Linked DNA regions of Hordeum vulgare: all the other regions are linked to region 4. The links are chromatin contacts, called in public Hi-C and HiChIP or PLAC-seq maps. All regions are on one chromosome and are shown on one strand. Each heading gives the region's core, a stretch centred on a gene start, on an enhancer-like site or on the middle of the called end of the contact. The rest is flanking DNA. Distances are from core to core; before and after follow the strand shown.

Region 1 (4,013 bases), core at 1,513-4,012, 190 kb after region 4:
ACGACTTTATTACAAAAATCTGCAAGAGAAAGGCGGAACAGACCTCCGCATTCATAACCTTTTCCAACGAAAAGTCCATATTTCGTAACTACTACTTTATTAGACTCGAATACCAACTTAAACCCTTCTCTACACAGAAGGGAGCCACTAACGAGATTCTTCTTGATGGCGGGGACATGCTGCACGTTCTTCAGCTGCACGATCCTTCCCGAAGTAAACTTCAGATCGACCGTGCCAACACCAAGAACAGAAGCACTCGCGCCATTCCCCATCAATACGGACCCGCGACCGGTGGCCTGATAAGAAGAGAACAATGATAAGTCAGCACACACATGAATATTTGCACCCGTGTCCACCCACCAATCGGTGGACCGACAAACTGTAAATACAGTAAGTAAATTACCGTACCCAGATGCACCACTTTCATTGTTGCCCACAATCATATTGGCAGACTTGGAGTCCTGCGCCGGCTTCTTGTACTTGTTTGGACACTTGTGCGCCCAATGTTCCTCTGAACCACAAGTATAGCAGCCATCTCCCTTCTTATTCTTCTTGAAGGGCTTCTTTCCCTTCTTCTTGAAGTCGGTATTCTGTTGGACAGAATTCTTTCCCTTGGGCTTGTGGGAATTGAGGTTCCTCTGATGTACCATATTGGCAGCAGAAGAGCTTTCCATCGCTTTTCCATTGGAGTCATTTGCTCTCGAGTTCTGCTCAACACTCAGATGGCCGATGATGTCCTCTACTAAGAACTCACGCCTCTGATGTTTCAGAGTAGTAGCAAAGTTCCTCCAGGAATTAGGGAGCTTAGCAATTATACAACCCGCGACAAACTTGCCCGGCAAATTGCACTTAAGAACCTCAAGTTCTTTAGCTATGCATATTATCTCATGAGCTTGTTCCAATACAAAACGGTTGTCAACCATCTTGTAATCGTGGAACTGCTCCATAACATACATCTCACTCCCAGCATCGGTGGCCCCGAATTTAGATTCGAGCGCCTCCCACAAGTCCTTGGCAACATGCATATGTAAATATGCATCAACCAGCTTATCTCCGATCACGCTAATGACTGCTCCAAGGAATAGGACGGTGGCCTCCTTAAACATCTTCTCCTGTTCAAGAGTGATAGTTTTCGTAGGAGTGACACCGGCTACCCAGAACACGTTCATAGCCGTGAGCCATAAGGTGGTTCTCGTTTGCCAACGCTTGAAAAAGGTACTGGTAAACTTATCCGGTTTCAGTGCAGCAGCAAAACCATTACTCGAAAAATTCCTACACAAATTAGGTTTTTGGATTGTTGAGGAAATAGGCAATTTTCTGAGTAGATTAATCCATGAAATAATTACGAACATGGCATTGAGTAGGTTCATGACATACTGATCACGGAGTATACTAGCAAGTACTACGCATATAGCAGAAACATCTACGCATATAGGCAGTATTACTAGTGCATACAGAAACAGGGGAGAGATAAACATATCATACCCTCCGATCGGCCAATTGGTCATAGCAGCAGTGGTGGCGGCGGCAGTATCCTCTGTCGCCTTCTTCTCGGCTTCGGCCTTCTCGCGGACGAGACGGTCAGCTTCGCTTGGTGAAGACATGGCGATGACGAGGACGACGCGGACGTAGACGAAGCAGACGGACGGAGGCGAGCAGTCGCGTGATCGCTCCCCAAAAACCTAATCGCCCCTCTCCCGTACAGGAACCGGAGAGGCGAGGTTTCGGAGGCCTGCTCTCCCGTCGACCGTGTACGTGGTAAACGGGACGGAGTCGCCGGCGGCAGCAGGAGCAAAAGGAACGAACGCGTGAGGCAGATGTGATCTGGTTCTCGTATCGGCTAGGGTAGGCGATAGCCTGCTTATAAAGACGGCTGGGTGGAGAGACGTGGGCCGAACCCACGTCCGAGTCGGTAACAGCCCACGATCCGACGTCTTGGATCGTGCCGTGTCCGTTACGTATTCTCCGTTCCTGACCGGCAAAAATAAGCGCGTATATATGAGCTTGGCTCATTCACGCAACCCGCGCCGCGTCGGGACGGGGCGGGCGGCGGAGGAGGAGTGCGCGAGGGCACCTTCTCTTCTCACTCTCCAATAGCATGTGGAAGAGAGACCCTTATACAGGGGTCCAACTTCTCCTCCACTAGCGGGGTGGGACTAAACTTCCCACCACCTTGTCATGCCACCACCTACATGGGCCCTTGGAGATTTTTCTGAAATTTGTCTTATGGGCCTAAGGCCCATCTCCAATTTCAACATAATTGTCCTTAATTTGCCTTTTTTGGCACATTACCTTGAAACCAATACTTTAGTCAACCTGTCAAAGGGTTCTTCCTCAAAAGATAAAGGAGAATGTTTCAAGGATAATAAAAGAACAGAGAAAGATACAAAGAAGAATAGCAAGAGACACGTAACCAGAATCCACCAGAAAACCAAGTGGTGACTAACCTCCGGTGATTTGGAGAATTTAGGTGGAAACTGAACCCTGCTGGTAGGGAGTGATTTCTGATCAGTTGGGCACATATATCTAGAAACTAACCTGCCACATGTTTAGCCTGTTGGCTTAAACAGATAATGTAACATATGCATTACATTTTGAGTGCTAATGGTTTTCCGTGTTGGTAACAATAGCTGAAAAATATTACTTCCTTTTAAAAAAATTAATTTTTTTAGGGTGGCAAGAAAGTGACAGTTGTTTTTTTGTTGCTTGTTTATATAGGGCTTCTGTTTTAGAGTCTACACATGAAATTTCTTAATCATAATTCTGTGTTTTGCAGGTTGACAAGTTACTTTTTTGGTCTACTGTTTGTCCTTTGTTATCTGGAAGTAGTATATCTCACTTCATACTACTATGAATCTCCATACTGAGTGCCAACAACAACAACTGTGTGGCTCAAACTCTGCAAGGCCACAAACATTTTGGACCATCTGTCCAACTTGTGGCACCAAATATCAGTACCACCATGCAATCTTGATGAAATTTGTCCGCTGCCAGAATTGCTCGAAGCCCTTTATAGCACATGTTTCAACTGAGCAACCTGCTCCTTCTGGTCCAGATCAACAGTTTGCTGGTGTGTGGAAAAATGCTGGAGTATTTTTAGAAACTAGATCGCTTCAGAAGTTCGAACCTGGGCAGGTCTGGGCTCTGTACAGTGACAAAGTTAAGTGTCCCAACTGCTATGCCTTGATACAGAACATTGATCTCAAGAACAATAAAGTGCATGCAAGATGGCTGGAAGTTTGTCCTGATGGGGAGGTGGAGAAAAGATTGGTAGAAGATCGAACTGTCGGGTGTGGAACCTACAGGGTTTCCACCACCCGCGGCATTATGATTTACACCGACACGAAACAGTTTTCTCATCCTGTACATGCCATATTCACTGGTAGGAGGAACTCTTATGAAATATATCCTAGGAAAGGTGAAGTTTGGACCCTTCTCAAGGGATGGGATATTTGTTGGAGTTCAGATGCCCACGACCAAAAGAACTACAAGTATGAAGTTGTTCAGGTCCTCTCTGATTTCACGACAGGCACCAGCATCTCTGTCATTCCGCTTGTAAAGATAAAAGTCTTTATTAGCTTATTTATGCAGTCTAAAGAGGCCACTCCATACCTGATACCTCAGGAGGACACAGTATGGTTCTCACATTGCGTTCCGTATCGTCTGATGAGTGGAGCTGAAAGCGAAGGCATTCCAGAAGGATCTTTGGAGCTTGACCCTACAGCACTTCCCCTTAACTTGGAAGAAGCTCTTGCCTGTGTTGTTCCAGAAAAGAACAGTTCACCGAAAGGCCCGGGGTTTGATGCCAAGTATGCTGGCTCGTCTAGTGGGAATAATTCTGACATGGGATCCATGAGGGTTGTGGAGAAGGAACATGTTGCATGCACGAATGCAGGGATCTTTACAGAGACACAAACGGTTGAGAACATACAACATGACACTCCATTTTCTGTAGGAGGTACAGATGTTGATGAGCTATCTGATCATATTGTCCAAGCGAAAGTATTATGTCC
Region 2 (4,541 bases), core at 26-2,525, 210 kb after region 4:
CATGACCCGTTTGTCTGACGGATAGCCACAAGGCAACCTCTTATTCGCTGTATTTTATCGAGTAGAGGAACACGACAAAACCAAGATCTGTGTATAAGGGACCACACCATTATTAGAAGAGTGGACATGTTCCTATTCGTTGTCTTTTCCTAGAGCTTCCACTCGGCAAAATGCAAAACTCGGCATAAGGTGGTCGGACGACTATCAGATAGTCGTTCACATGGCTGCCTCCTATTCGTTAGTGTTTGCCGAGAGTATAATATAGCATGCTTGGCAAAGATATGCCACATTGTCGTCTCCGTCCAAAGGTCGTTAAGTCACTTTATTTTGCTCACAATCTGCCTTTGGTTCTTAGCAAACAGTATGTCGAATGCCCGACATACGACTCTCAATAAAGTTTTGTTTGAATGAGGAGTTTACCTCTTATGCCTTTTGCTGAGAATGTGTTGTCAATTATTTTTGTCCTTAATAAGTTAGCGAGGACTCTCAGCAAATTTAGATATACAAGAAACTCAGGGAGTAAAATTCATGAAGAATGCATTTTGGGTGTGTGCTGAAGGAAAAAATAATCACAGAAATCGTTTCTTGAGTTGGACGCATGGTGGTGGTCCTGCTCGCCGATCATGAGCCTGTGATCTCCACCAACTCCAAGAGTCCAGCCATAATAAACGGCAGAAAAAGAAATTCCGACGCAACTGCCAGTCAGCAACAATCATCAGCTCAAGCTAGCCTCAACCTCGGAAACGTCCCCGGAAGGAAGCAATTCAGCAGGCGGACGCCGACTGTTTCCCCCCTCCCCCGGTCTCCCGGTTTCTATTTCCGTCCCCAACCACCCGCGACCCCCGCTTTCCATGGCCGCCGCGGCCGGATGATGTCTAGAAAGCCGCTCCTCCCCTGCCGCGGGCCCGCAGCCACCCCTCCCGCGCAGCTCCTCCTCCCAATCCGACGCCTCCTGCTCCTCCCCCTCCCCCGCCGCCGCTCCTCCCCGCCGCCGCCGTCCGACCGGCGGAGGCCCGCCATGGCCGGCGCCGGCCAGCCCGCGGCCCCCGCGGCGGCGGCGGCGGCCGGCGCCGGGGCCGGGGCCACCTCCTTCCGGGTCGGCATGGTGCGGGTCGTCTCGTTCCTCGTCGGCGGCCTCAACTGTGCCGTGCTGCTGCTCGGCCTCTACCTCGTCGACGCCGCGCTACCGCCCGGCTGCGGCTGGGGCCTCGCGCTCGCCGCCGTGCCCGCCATGGCCGCCGTCCGGGTGCTCGCGATGCTCGGCGCCGCGCGGGCCCAGCACGCCACCGCGGACGCCATTGCTCGCCGCCACCTCGACGAGGGCGCCGCCTCCGTCGCCGAGGACGCCGTGGCCCGCCACGAGATCAGGGTGAGAGACTCGATCATCAAGCTCCTGTTGCTGGTTTGGTAGATTACACCTTTCTGGTGCCTGGTAGGTGTCCCCACATAAGTAGGATCCTTTCTGGTAGCTGTAGGTGCATTCCAGATTGCATTATTCGGGTGATTTTACCTAGATTTCGATTGCTTAAAACACAGACCCATGGGGTTTCTATGCATCTGTGGATGGTTATGGTTCAGGATAGTTTCAGCTGGCGTTGCGTTGCTTCGGTCATTCTTATGAATTAGCTTAGTCGTGATTTGTAAGGTGGGTTTGATGCGATTGTGGTGTAACTGATGTAATATATCGGATGGCAATGCTGCTACGATGGTGTGGCTTTGCATGAGCTTACAGTCTGGTACTCCTCTAGTGATAGAAACCAGACAATAATGAAGCTGCAGTTTGTGGTTTTAGTTGAGCTTACAGTCTGTTAAGAACGTAATTTGATGCACAAGTTTGACAGGACTGGTAATTTTGAAATATTCTTGATGAATGATAATGTATTATTGAGGATTGTGGTACCCAACTTTGTTGTTGAACACAAGTGCACAAGATTATGTAGATTCATAATTCACTCATGCTCGCGTTGTTAACATGTTTTCCCACCAAACTCTTCCAGAACAATGCTAACAGACCGAGCATTCCATGTTGAGGCTCGCCAATGAATTATCTATATTTATACTCCCTCCGTTCCATAATGTAGTGCGTATAGATTTTCTGAAAAGTCAAACTTTGAAAACTTTGACCAAGTTTATACAGAAAACTATTTTTATCTACAATACCAAATATATAAAATATGAAACTACACCTTATGATGATTCTATTGATATATGTTTGGCATTCTAAATGTAAATATTCTTTTTTTCACAAACTTAGTCAAACCTAAGGTTTGACTTTTCAAAAAATCTATATACACTACATTATAGAATGGGGGGAGTATTCAGTTTTCCATGTTTACACTCTGTCGGAGATAATAGGGCGGATATGAAGGGACAAAAAAGAAGAGCTAAAGGAATTAAGAAAATAAGTAACAGTTTATCATATAGTTGGGATATGAACATTTCTGAAAATATGGTTGTTTAACTTGAATTATCCGAGAAGAGTATGTTTTCTACCTGTTTATCATATTGCCACTTCCATTTTGCTGAACAGGTGAGGTATAAACGCTGGTTGTGGTGGACTAGATTTGGTATGGCTGTTGGTGCATTGCAGCTGGTTGGGGCAATTTATCTCATGTTTGTCATTGTGAGTGATCTTCCCAACGAAAGAAGACCCACGTCCTGTTTCTTTGGTATGTTCGAGTTGGTTGATATCAGTTATCAGTTGTATATTCTAGCTTTGAATCTAGCCCTTTCAAGACTTTGTTTGCTGTAAGCTCACTGCCAAGTAAACCTTGTTCACATAGAACATGTGTTGAATATATTTGTTTGGATTTTCTACCTGATTTTTTTAGTTGAACAGTACAAACGGCATGCTACTTACGTTTTGTTGCAATTGGTGTCAATGTGAATATACTGAATAATATTATGCATTTTGAGGAGGACTTTATATTTTATTCAGCGTCCACTTGCCTAATTTTTCTTTGCTTCCATATGTCTATCTTGTGCTCCAATAATTAGTTTGCCTTACTTGTAATCTAGGACAGGATGGAGCTGAGCAGGTCTCCAGACGAGCATTAATTGCTTTGTTTCTTATCCTTTCCTGGGTTGTGGTCGTCCTTCAGTGCTTCACGGGTTCTGATGTACTGAGATGGCGATCATTCTATGCGACCCATGATATGGCATGGAAAGCTCATTACAGGGAAGTGTTTGATCATGGAATTCGTGAGGCTTTGTGCTGCTTAGGACGTGCAAAGTATATGTAAGTCTATATCCAGTCATTTTACACTGTGAGGTTTCAACACTAATATATCTGTTTACTCTAGTTCCTCTTATGTGCTGATTTAGGACTGTATTGGAAGAAGATGAGGTATATTCTGTGGCAAGACTTCTGGGTGAATTGGTTGCATACCGTGCTTCTGGGACTGGCCATTTGGAACTGTTAGCAGGTTGGCTCTCCGTCTCGGTAATTTCATATCAAGTATATGTTAGGTGGCCTATTAGGATTTTCTAATCATTTGCACTTCCGCCTAACCTGCATGGATATACTGAGGGTGTGTTCGGTAGCTGTTACCATCCTAGCATAGTTGTTCCCATTTGAGACATGCTAGTACATGCAACTGCAGTTGTTTGGTAGAAGTGTATGTATTGACGCATGCTGAGCTGAGACTGTGTTTGGTAGGCTGCATCAGACGAGACATGTTATGCCGAGACTGTGTTTGGTAGCCTGTATCTGAGCTAGGCTGCATGAACATTTTTTTTTGGCACCAAGACAATATTGAAACAACATTTCGACATTTCACTAAACACTTCCAGCAATAAAATAGACCGAGGAGGAGGAGGAGGCAGAGTGGCTACCTCTCACGGCGGGGACGGCGGGCTGGGTCTGGCGGCGAGGTAGACCGGGGAGGGGCGGCGACAAGCCTGACCGTCGATGGCGTGGTAGAACAGGGCGGCGGTGAGGCGACGGCGGGACGACGGGCTGGGCCTGGCAGCGACAAGGAGGAAGGGGGCCGGTGGGGATGCGACGGCGGGACGGTGGGCTGGGCCTGGCGGCGACAAGGAGGAAGGGGGCGGTGGGGATGTAGATCAGGTGACTGTCGTCATGGGTTCGCGGGAGAGAGGAGGAGTGCGAGGGGTGGCGGCTAGGTCAGGGAGGGAGGCCGAGCGAGAAAACGAGGGGAGGTCGTTCGATCCAAGTGGGTCGGGGAGGGATTTTTGCGGGGGTCGAACCCAGCGTAGCTGACCCCAGCTCGCCTGTATGGGGGTGCTCCCTTCAGCATCGTTCTGGGCCTTTTTTGCATGACTCGGCTATGCTCGGGAGAGCCCATCCACCCTGCCAAACACCTAAAAGTGGGTTGAAGAGGGAACTTTTAGTCTCATGCATCCTCTATGCATGCTACCAAACACACCCTGAAAGTTTGATATTTACCTGCCCAAAGATGTGCATAGCCATATCAGTACTCTATCCAATAAAGAATATATAAGGTCTACTACCATAATCCAACATATTAACAATAATATAGTAATCTCCTTTTTGCAGTATGCATGTTTAAGTATATGCA
Region 3 (4,553 bases), core at 165-2,664, 160 kb before region 4:
AGCTTCTCTGCGTAAGCTCCATGGCCGGCTCCATGCCCCCATCCGTTTCACGACTTGTATCATGGCAAGACAACAAAATGTGTCCGTACACGCATTAAAGAGGAACTGCAAACGCAAAGCACAGCATGGTCCCCATCGCAGCCATGCGGGTTGGTACTACTACTTGGTAGCCCCTCTTCGAGAAACTAATTGCAGAGAAATGGGTTGGAGCTCCTCAAGTGAAGACTGGCGAGGGAACACATGATTGGGGTCTGCAAAATATCTCGTAATGAATGTTCTTTATGTCTAATATAACTCCATTTTGGAGGGTAGGAAGTGATTAGTAGGAGGGGCCAGGCCGAGCGCGTAAATGAGATTTGAGAGGGGGGGCTGGCATGCGTGTCTAAACCTACACGAAAATGGGATTTGTCCTGGCGCGTGCATTTATATAGTAGACTGAACTATGATGAGCTCAAAGCTTTTTCATTTGGAATGGAACGGAAGTAGATGGCCAACCTTCTACTCCTATCTATCCATCAGGTACACTGAACTATGCGGGAGTACTACATGGATGAGATACAGACAGTGTGTTGTACTTGTAGTACATCCGTGAGTTGCCAGCGCCCGCTGAGACCATTCGAAAATGTTTTTTGAAAGTCTTCGCCGACTCGGTAAAGATAAAAGCGCAGCTAAGCTAGTCCGGCCTACGCCCTATGGCACTTCAAATTTTGAGCGGCGCACGCTCTCCATGTTTCCTTTCCTAGACTTATTTCTTCCAAGGTGAAAAATGTGTGTTTGGGTGTTCGATTGTACTAGTACTCTACAAATTATGGATGAAACGCCGGTCATAATAAGCCAAAACGGAGCTCGCATTCCTGGCTAAACGCATCAAAACCGACGGAAAAGCAGCATGGCCGTGCTCTCCAAACCGAAAAGCAGACGGGAAACGGCAGCAGAGCAAGTCCCAAAAACGACGAGAGCAGGGGAGGGAGGAGCCAAGCACTCACGAGCAGCGCGCGGACGAGCGCGACGTCCCCGTTGCCGGCGGCGAGGAAGAGCGGCGAGACGTCGGCGCGGATCTCCTCCCGCGACGCGCGCAGCTCGGCGGCGGCGCCCTCCCGCAGCGCCGCCTCCGCCACCCGGCGCGCGTCGAGCCACACCACCCCGGCGTAGTTCACGTCCGCGCGCCCGGACGCGAGCAGCTCGCCCGCCTCCCTGGAGTCGCCGCGCGCCACCGCCTCCACGAGCCGCTGGGAGGCCGCCGCCGCCGCGTCGGCCTGGTCCTCCGCCACCGGCCAGACCTGCCGGCCGCCGGCGATCGCCGCCGGGCGCAGCAGCACCGCCATTCTAGAAGCTTGCTCCTGTTGACGGACGGCGTACGGAGCTCCACTCTGCTTCGATCTCTTCCGTGTCTGTCTCTCGGCAGGGTGGGGAAGACTTGAAAGGGGGAGGGCGCGACGGGAGCTCGCCGAGGCGTCATATATAGTGGGCTCTTGATGGGGGTAAAGTAACTGCGCGGTGAATTGGGTGTGGGGGTCCACGAGTAAGTGTGATGCGCGGCTGATACGGGTGGGGTAGAGCGTGAATGAATATCACACGACCCTCGCGCGGCTTGGTTCCGGCTCAGGCTCAGGCTCCGGCTCAGGCTCGGCCCTGGATGAGAGAGAGAGAGTGTGTGACAAGTGGATCTGGTATATGTAAGATTTGGTGGTAATACGCTGTATAAGTTTTTTGGACTACGGCGTATAAGTTTTTTTAGTCTACGGACTTTAGAATATAGACATACTTTAGAGTATAAGTTTACTTATTTTTTTTATGTAATTTATAATAAAATCTTTAAAAAAATACTTATATTTCAAAATAGAGGGAGTATAAAGTTGAAGGTTTGGATGCCGTGTCGAGAGATTAGAACAAAACATGTGCTTTTCTTTGGACAAAATGGCAGCGCCAAAAGCGCCTTCATTGATATCAAGCATACATTACATGTGTGATAATACAATGTCTAATATTCATCTAAGTATTTTTGCAGGGTTAAGGGAATTTCATTGCTCAACAAGGAGGGAGGTTGCCGTGGTTTGTCACGGCAGATGTCCTTCTGAGAGGACTTAGTGATGGGGGCATCGCAACCATGTGGCGACTCAAAGGGGTTATAGGGAGCAAGAGACGATTTTAACGAGGTTCGGCCTCTCTCATCGAGGTAAAATCTTACGTCCTGCTTTGTGTATAATTATGTGCAAATCGATTACAAGGGTGCGGATTCGTCTGGCCTAGCTCTCAATTAGTGATAACTTAACCCTATCAGACCTAGAGATCCGTCTTTATATACAGGTCGAGGCCCTAGGATTACAAGAGTTCGGGTCACGTATAATTCGTGACTTGACATATCTTTAACTCGCCTTACTTTTATCGCAAGGAAACTTCTCGAGGCCCTTCTTCTATATGGGCCATAAGTCGTCATCTTTATGTCTTGGGCTACAACCGGCTCTTCTGGCTTCACCTTGTGCCTTGTGCTTGATAAGTCATGGCCCGTCTTGAACATGAATGTTTGAGCCGCCATCATCTTGACCCGGCCTCTTAGGAGGGTCTCATGGCGGGATAATATCTCCAACATTAGGCCTTAGATTGACTTGAACTCGTTCACGTTTATAAACCTTTCTCGTATTCTTGGCGGCTCACACATAATCCAAACTTGTCTTCCAATGGAAGAAACATCGGCTTGTAATATCCTTTTGGTCTCCTCTTCCATTTGTTGATGATGTCAGCTATCCCGAGATGTTAGGGATCTTTATGGCATCACTCCAACGGCTCCTTTAGCTTATTCGTTTGGCCCGACAATCGAGGCGCCATCAACTCTGAAATTTACTACGACTCCTAGATTCCCACGCCTGCCTTTTCCATTTCCGCTCCGGCCTTTAAATACCAACAAGGATATCTATTTTACTTTTACCCTGCTCCTCTTCTTCGTCTTCTACCTCGAGCTCGAGCCCGCATCGCATCGTCGCCGCACATCCCATCGTCAAGCTCTCCGGTACGAGGGCTCCGCCGTCGCGCGTCTTCTACTTCGAACCGCGAACCTTTTCCACCTCCGTCAATGCCATCAGGTAAGCCTTTTGTTTCTTGTACTGGATCTGCTTAGGTCGCTCACTGTAGTTTAACAGAGTTCATAGGGTTCATCCTATATTCATCGCCATTACAGATCTATTTGATTCCTTGATGAAAATCTTCCCCAACGATAGGTTGCGGGAAAAGTAGAGATCTAAATCTCGCATAAACTTCCTGGATATTTTACGTAAACCTCATGAATACTATCTGTTGCTACCCCATATTTTACTGTCGTCTAGGACTACTAGATTCCTTTTTGCGTACCATTGGTAGATCCGTCTTTCTGTACACTTTGGTAGAAAACTATTTGTCTAGTACTTAGTGGAATCTGATATCACATTTCCTTCATAAGTCATTTTCACCCTCACGACGACTTGTTAAATATTTTGCAACTCGCCATCTCTATGAACCACCTTTTCATTAAGGCGACTCAAGTATTGTGAACTTCCTCATTGTTTGTATCTCGAACTCCTCGCTTCCTCAAACAATTTTTGTTCGTTAGAATAACCCGCCAATCATACTTATGCAGCCTGTTTCCTTCCTGAACCTGTCGGCATGTTGGAACCATCAAAAAGTGAATGGTTGCCCTCAGAAATTGGTGATGCCGCCCTGCAGCGATGCGTGTCAGTAGGAACTTTGTCTTCTAAGGAGATGATCGGATGGAGAGCCGCCGCTGGAGAGGTACGGCCTCAACCCGCCGAAGGAGAGGTTGTGGTTTTCACTGATCATCTAGAACAAGGCTTCTCTCCCCCTGGTTCAAAATTCTTTCGGGACGCTCTCAACTTCTACAACCTCCACCCCCAAGAACTAGGTCCCAACTCAATCAGTAATTTATTTCAGTTTCAAGTCTTCTGCGAGGCGTACCTAGGGATAGAACCCACCGTTACCTTATTTAGGGAGTTCTTCTATTTGAATCGCCAGACAGAATGGGCTGATGGCCCCAGCTTAGAACTCGGTGGAGTCACAATCCAGATGCAGCGTGAGTGCGATTTTCCTGCTGTCACCTTGCCCAGTCACCCCAAGGGCTAGGGGAAAGCTTGGTTTTATTGCAATAATACCGCACCTGCTCAGCAAAATCCTCTCTCGGGTTACTGAGAAGAGCGTCTTCCAATGGATTTCTAGCTCCCCGGTGCACTGACCCTGGAAGAACAAGCCGCCCACACTTTTGTCTGGGAAAAACTTAGAGCTTTGAACGCCAATGGCTTGATCGGTGTTGACTTGATCCGATGGTGGGTGGAATGGCGTATTATGCCCTTAAGCCGCCGAGATGGACTGATGTGCTATTATAACGGCGACTTAAACAATTCTCAACACTTCACCAATGTAATGCTTGACTCTTAAGAAGTTAATAGCCTTGTGAAGAAGCTATGTGGTGAGCCCGAAGAAGTATGTTCAAAAATTGGTTTGAAACCATTCTGCATCCAGAATCCGGCTCGTGAGGTAAATATATTCAACCATCACCCGCCTTATTT
Region 4 (4,474 bases), core at 1,570-4,069:
GCCTCCTTTCTTTGCTGAACCACCTTTAGCTGTTAGTTTTGACAAGATGGCACCAACGATGAGAGAACCATACCTGAGAGCATTGCAGGACTATGAAGCACCATAACTGGGAACAAAAAAATGTTGCTAGCCAAATTTACAACAGCATGCTTTAGTGTCAATGACAAGTTGAAACCGCAAAAATAACAAGTCCCATTTTGAAAAGAACTAGTACAAAATTTATAATCATGATATCAAACATTTTTCTGAATAATGGTGTTGTAGCCCTTTATATTTACAAAAAATTATGTCTGCAATTTGTATAGGAAAATATGGATTCATGTTCAAAGATACATATTATCGGGCTAATTAGATAATATTTCGCTCGAAATGAAAATTACAATATGGGTTAAAGTTCGAGAAGATGCATATTATTGGACTAATTAGGAACTGTGATTTTAAATGAAAATTACAATATGTTTTTTTGTTCTAGAAGATGCATATTATCAGGCTAATTACGAAATATTTTTTTCTAAATTCCATAACCCTGGAAATATTTCTTTCTAAATTCCATAACCCTAGAAATATGGACAAGAGAACTAACGAAAGTGTAGAAGTGAGAATAGATCACCGCTAGCAAATAAAATAAATATACAAACTTACTTTTTTTCTAAATTCCATAACCCCGGAAATGCATGACGAATCTGCAAAAGACGGTTGTTACTTAAAGCCAGCACAGTTAATTGACAAGGTGATATGGTCTGGACTAATAATTATTAGATTATCAACATTAAGCACACGGAAAAGCTCATATGCTGTTTGCACACATAACACAGTAGTAACTTACAGATAATGACTCGGGATCTCCTGCACTTGTTCCAGCTACAAATGGATCAATAAGATAGTCAACAACCTGTAACCAACATGGAAGTTCTTAGCTATGGCTGGTTATGATGTGAGCTGAAGAGCTTATAACTGTATATGATTAAATTATTGATGAGTTGTAAGGAAAGAGCTCACCTCTTTCCCAAAATGGCGTTCAAAAAAACTCCCAACGCTGTAAAGTTGTCAAAAAAGGAATATTCAATTATCTCCTTTAAACAAATAATACATACTACAAACCCTACGTAAAACCGCAAGCAGGTGAGGATTAAGGAACACTGGAGTGCTAGACAGCCTCTCAAAACCTAAACACTTCATACGGAAGGTAACCATTTATTATTTTGATAGCATTTGGCATCTACACCAATGCAAAACACCAAGTGTGAAGGTTCACCTCTCGCGCAAATGCTCGTCAGACACTTTTTTGGAGTTCCTTGTGCTAGATTTTTCATAGAGAAATGGTTCCAGAAATAACTTGAACTGCAAGGGTAAGAAAGAATTCAGAGCAGAATCAAATTTGAAAGAAAAAGATCTGGAGAATCTACAAATTGTCAATTAGTTACTGAAACCAGCTAATTCAGGTCTGGTAGTGGGCATTAGCAATAGCAAACGATAAAACGTTTGTATTTGTTATGCATTCCAATCTATCAGTGGTACTGGCAATAAATAACTCATTTGAAAGGGGTTAGTGTGCCATGTAGCATGTACTGTAGGCTGAAGCAGATAGTATTAAATAGAAGGGTATACCTTTGATTTCGTAGAAAGAACAGTGCTTTTCATTAGCGCAATGGGATCTGAAGGAATCTTATGGAACAACAAGGAGAAGACTCAAAGGTGAGCTACAATAAGAAAAAACAGAAAAGAAGATGCATGATCACATGGAAACCCTATTTACCAGTGCTGGCGCCCCATCCTTAACGGTGTAACGCTTGTGCTGGGAGTTAGGCTGAAACAGACATTGAACTTATAAGGTAATATATTGATGGGAACAATTTACAGACAACAATACAGAATGCAGACATATTAATTATTCGAAGATAGCATTGGCACATACATACTGCAGTCTGTCCTGAAGACCAAGATCGTCGATTAGCCTACTAGCCTCCAGTGCACTTTCTGTCTGCAGGTAACAGAACCAATTTATTTCATCAGCTAATCTGCCAGCTTCCATGTCAGTTTTGAGTTCTAATAACGAGAAGAGTGCATGCCCCACCGAGAGACCAACTGCACACACAAACACATGCTTCTTCCATTTCAATTTTGAATCCTAATAAGGAGAAGAGTACATGTACATGCCCCACCAAGAGACCAACTGCCCACACGAGCAATTGCTACAACGAGCACTACGCCAATAATGTAGACAGGTCGCTCAACTCGCTCCAGCCTTCGCCACAATCCGTGGCATACAGAGACAGCGACGCACAGCACCACAGGTTATTAACAAACAGAGATGGGCTCACCATGGTGTTGGCTCCTTCGTCCCAGAGGAATCCGCCGTCGGAGTTGGTCCGTATCTTCCCTCCCGCGCGGTCTTCCGCCTCGAACACGGTGACCCGCACGCCGCTCTTCCTCAGCATGTACGCCGCCACGAGCCCACTGCACGGACCCACCATTCCGTCAAACACCTCGCGTGCGCGAGCGCAGGACCACCCGAGAACTCGGCTTGAAATCGCGTGGCCTCACCTGACGCCGGCGCCGACGACGGCGACCGACCTGGCGCGGGGGTCGTCGGAGGCGGCCATGGCGAGCACGGGGCGGACGCGGCGCCCTCGCCCGCGCGCGGACGCGGACGCGGAGCGACGGGGCCGGGACGGGGAGGCGAAGCGGGCGGGAGCGTGGGACGAGCAGGAGGAGGAGGAGGGGGGAGCGGTGGCGGAAGTGAGCATTTGATTCGGGGTTTGGATGGGGAGGGGAGTCGCCCGTCGCCTTTCTCCGTTGCTGTCGTGTCGCCGATCGGAGCCGCGGAGTAGTAGGTGGCAGGGTGGGTAGACTAGTCTAGTCAGTGGGTCGAAACCGGAGGCGGCGCCTTGGTTGTGCCACGACGCCTTCGCTATGCAAATCGGCTGTTCCGGGAGCACTAAAATCATTTTTACTCGGACGGGCGGTCCCGGTTGAACGTCTGTACGATTTGGCTAGTTGTAATTACACATGGAGCTTTTCCTCACGGGCACATACATTTTTGGTGAATGTGACGATGCCGCACGAAAATAGAGAGAGCATAAGACGGTGTTACAGTTTACACCTGTCGCCGCCGCCTTTCATCGTCCACTTCTTGATGAGGCAGGTGATGACCCTGGCCAGCCGCTTGGACTTGGACCTGCTCAGCCGCGACGCCGGCCTCCTGCCCTCGCCGCTCTGCTCGGAAGCCGCCGTCTTCCCTGCGTCCGCCTCTGCTGCCGCGGCCGCCTCCTCCTCCTCCTGTTGCTGCTGCTGCTGCTCCTGCTGCGCGGCGGCCTGGCTGGCCAACTCCAACAGCTGCACCCGCGGCTGCTGCTGCTCCAGCTCGCGCTGCCGCTGCTCCCGGAACAGCCGGAGCAGCTTCTGCGCCTTGTCCTTGGCCTTGCCCGTGCCGTTCGCCGTCAGGGACACCAGCGCGGGGATCACGCCCTCCTGCAGCACCGTCTGGCTGCACCCCTCGTCGCCGTTGCAGATCATCCACAGGCACGACACCGCCTTCTCCTGCTCCGCCGCCTCCCCGTTGTCCAGGATGAACACGATGTCGCCCACGATGGCCTGGTTCGCCGCGATCTCCTTCTTCCCGGGCCAGGTCAGCGCCAGGTTGATCAGCACGGCCAGGGCCTTGTCTGTCCACGACGACGACGACGACGACGACGGCGCCAGGACGGCGTGGATGCTCTGGACGATGCCCGACGACAGGAGCGGCGGGATGTTGGGCGCGTGCAGGGACAGGTTGTACAGCGTCAGGAGCGCGTCCAGCCGGCAGGTGCCGCTACGGTAGCCTTCTTCTTGCACGCACCTGATCAGGACATGGATGACTTCGCTCGAGCCGATGATGGCCTGCGCCTCCTCCAGACAAGAGAGGTTGAGGTACATCGCCACCGCTGCCTCGCAGGTCTCCGGTTTCTGTATCATCTGCTCCATCAGGGGGATAACTCCAGCTGAGAGCAGCTGCTGCTTGTTCCTACAAGGCAGACATGGAGCTGAAATGATCAGGCCAAAGAACTGAGCTAAGATCATCTACCTATGCTTGTTGCAAAGAGCCTTTTCTCTGACACTATGATTAGATGGAGTACGTAGAATGATCTACATTTGATATATATATACCTGTTATTGCTGACAGCAAGGTTGAAAAGAGCCATCGTTCCGACCTCCTGAGATTGCACGTCTTCTCTGCTGAGAGCCATCTTCAGGAAGCAGGTGAGTGGCTCAGTAATACCATTAGCACCCACATAGTCCCTGAGCTCATCATCATCCTTCAACTGGAACCTGACCTGCTCGACCACCTCACGCTGCTCATCGATGCACTCACTGCCCTTGTTTAGCACACGCAGCCAGCGTTCACATCTCTCGGGTGTAGCCTCCACAGGGTTATTCTGAAAAGAGCACTTCTCCACCGAGACCTCCTCTTCTTCTTCGCATGTCTCAGATGTCG

The links. Hi-C and Micro-C count contacts between places; a contact is called where the count stands out from the background. HiChIP or PLAC-seq counts read pairs in DNA pulled down with a chosen protein or histone mark.
Region 1: a contact with region 4 is called in a Hi-C map of leaf, with 5 times the contacts expected there. The contact joins the promoter of LOC123430455 here to the promoter of LOC123427083 in region 4. A contact is called at or near these places in 4 of 6 Hi-C or Micro-C datasets (leaf, seedling and an unstated tissue).
Region 2: a contact with region 4 is called in an H3K4me3 HiChIP or PLAC-seq map of embryo, with 7 times the contacts expected there. The contact joins the promoter of LOC123427080 here to the promoter of LOC123427083 in region 4. A contact is called at or near these places in 2 of 6 Hi-C or Micro-C datasets (leaf and seedling) and 1 of 1 datasets of contacts at active chromatin or transcription factors (embryo).
Region 3: a Hi-C map of leaf shows a contact between it and region 4, with 5 times the contacts expected there. The contact joins the promoter of LOC123427084 here to the promoter of LOC123427083 in region 4. A contact is called at or near these places in 4 of 6 Hi-C or Micro-C datasets (leaf and seedling) and 1 of 1 datasets of contacts at active chromatin or transcription factors (embryo).

The regions. Positions count from the first base shown.
Region 1 is chr2H:537,511,111-537,515,123 of MorexV3_pseudomolecules_assembly, reverse strand. It overlaps LOC123430455, which reads left to right and starts at 2,762. Exons shown (of 1, transcript XM_045114327.1): 1 at 2,762-4,013. The coding sequence starts at 2,851.
Region 2 is chr2H:537,487,007-537,491,547 of MorexV3_pseudomolecules_assembly, reverse strand. It overlaps LOC123427080 (diacylglycerol lipase-beta-like), which reads left to right and starts at 1,275. Exons shown (of 13, transcript XM_045111031.1): 1 at 1,275-1,369; 2 at 2,531-2,669; 3 at 3,019-3,238; 4 at 3,325-3,425. The coding sequence starts at 2,570.
Region 3 is chr2H:537,861,824-537,866,376 of MorexV3_pseudomolecules_assembly, reverse strand. LOC123427084 (ankyrin-3) reads right to left here and starts at 1,414. Exons shown (of 4, transcript XM_045111037.1): 1 at 987-1,414. The coding sequence starts at 1,325.
Region 4 is chr2H:537,700,824-537,705,297 of MorexV3_pseudomolecules_assembly, reverse strand. LOC123427083 (protoporphyrinogen oxidase, mitochondrial) reads right to left here and starts at 2,819. Exons shown (of 17, transcript XM_045111035.1): 1 at 2,545-2,819; 2 at 2,322-2,457; 3 at 1,916-1,981; 4 at 1,757-1,807; 5 at 1,609-1,665; 6 at 1,256-1,341; 7 at 1,000-1,036; 8 at 827-892; 9 at 643-683; 10 at 1-73. The coding sequence starts at 2,747. It overlaps LOC123427082 (U-box domain-containing protein 7-like), which reads right to left. Exons shown (of 6, transcript XM_045111034.1): 5 at 4,147-4,474; 6 at 2,933-4,003. The coding sequence ends at 3,091.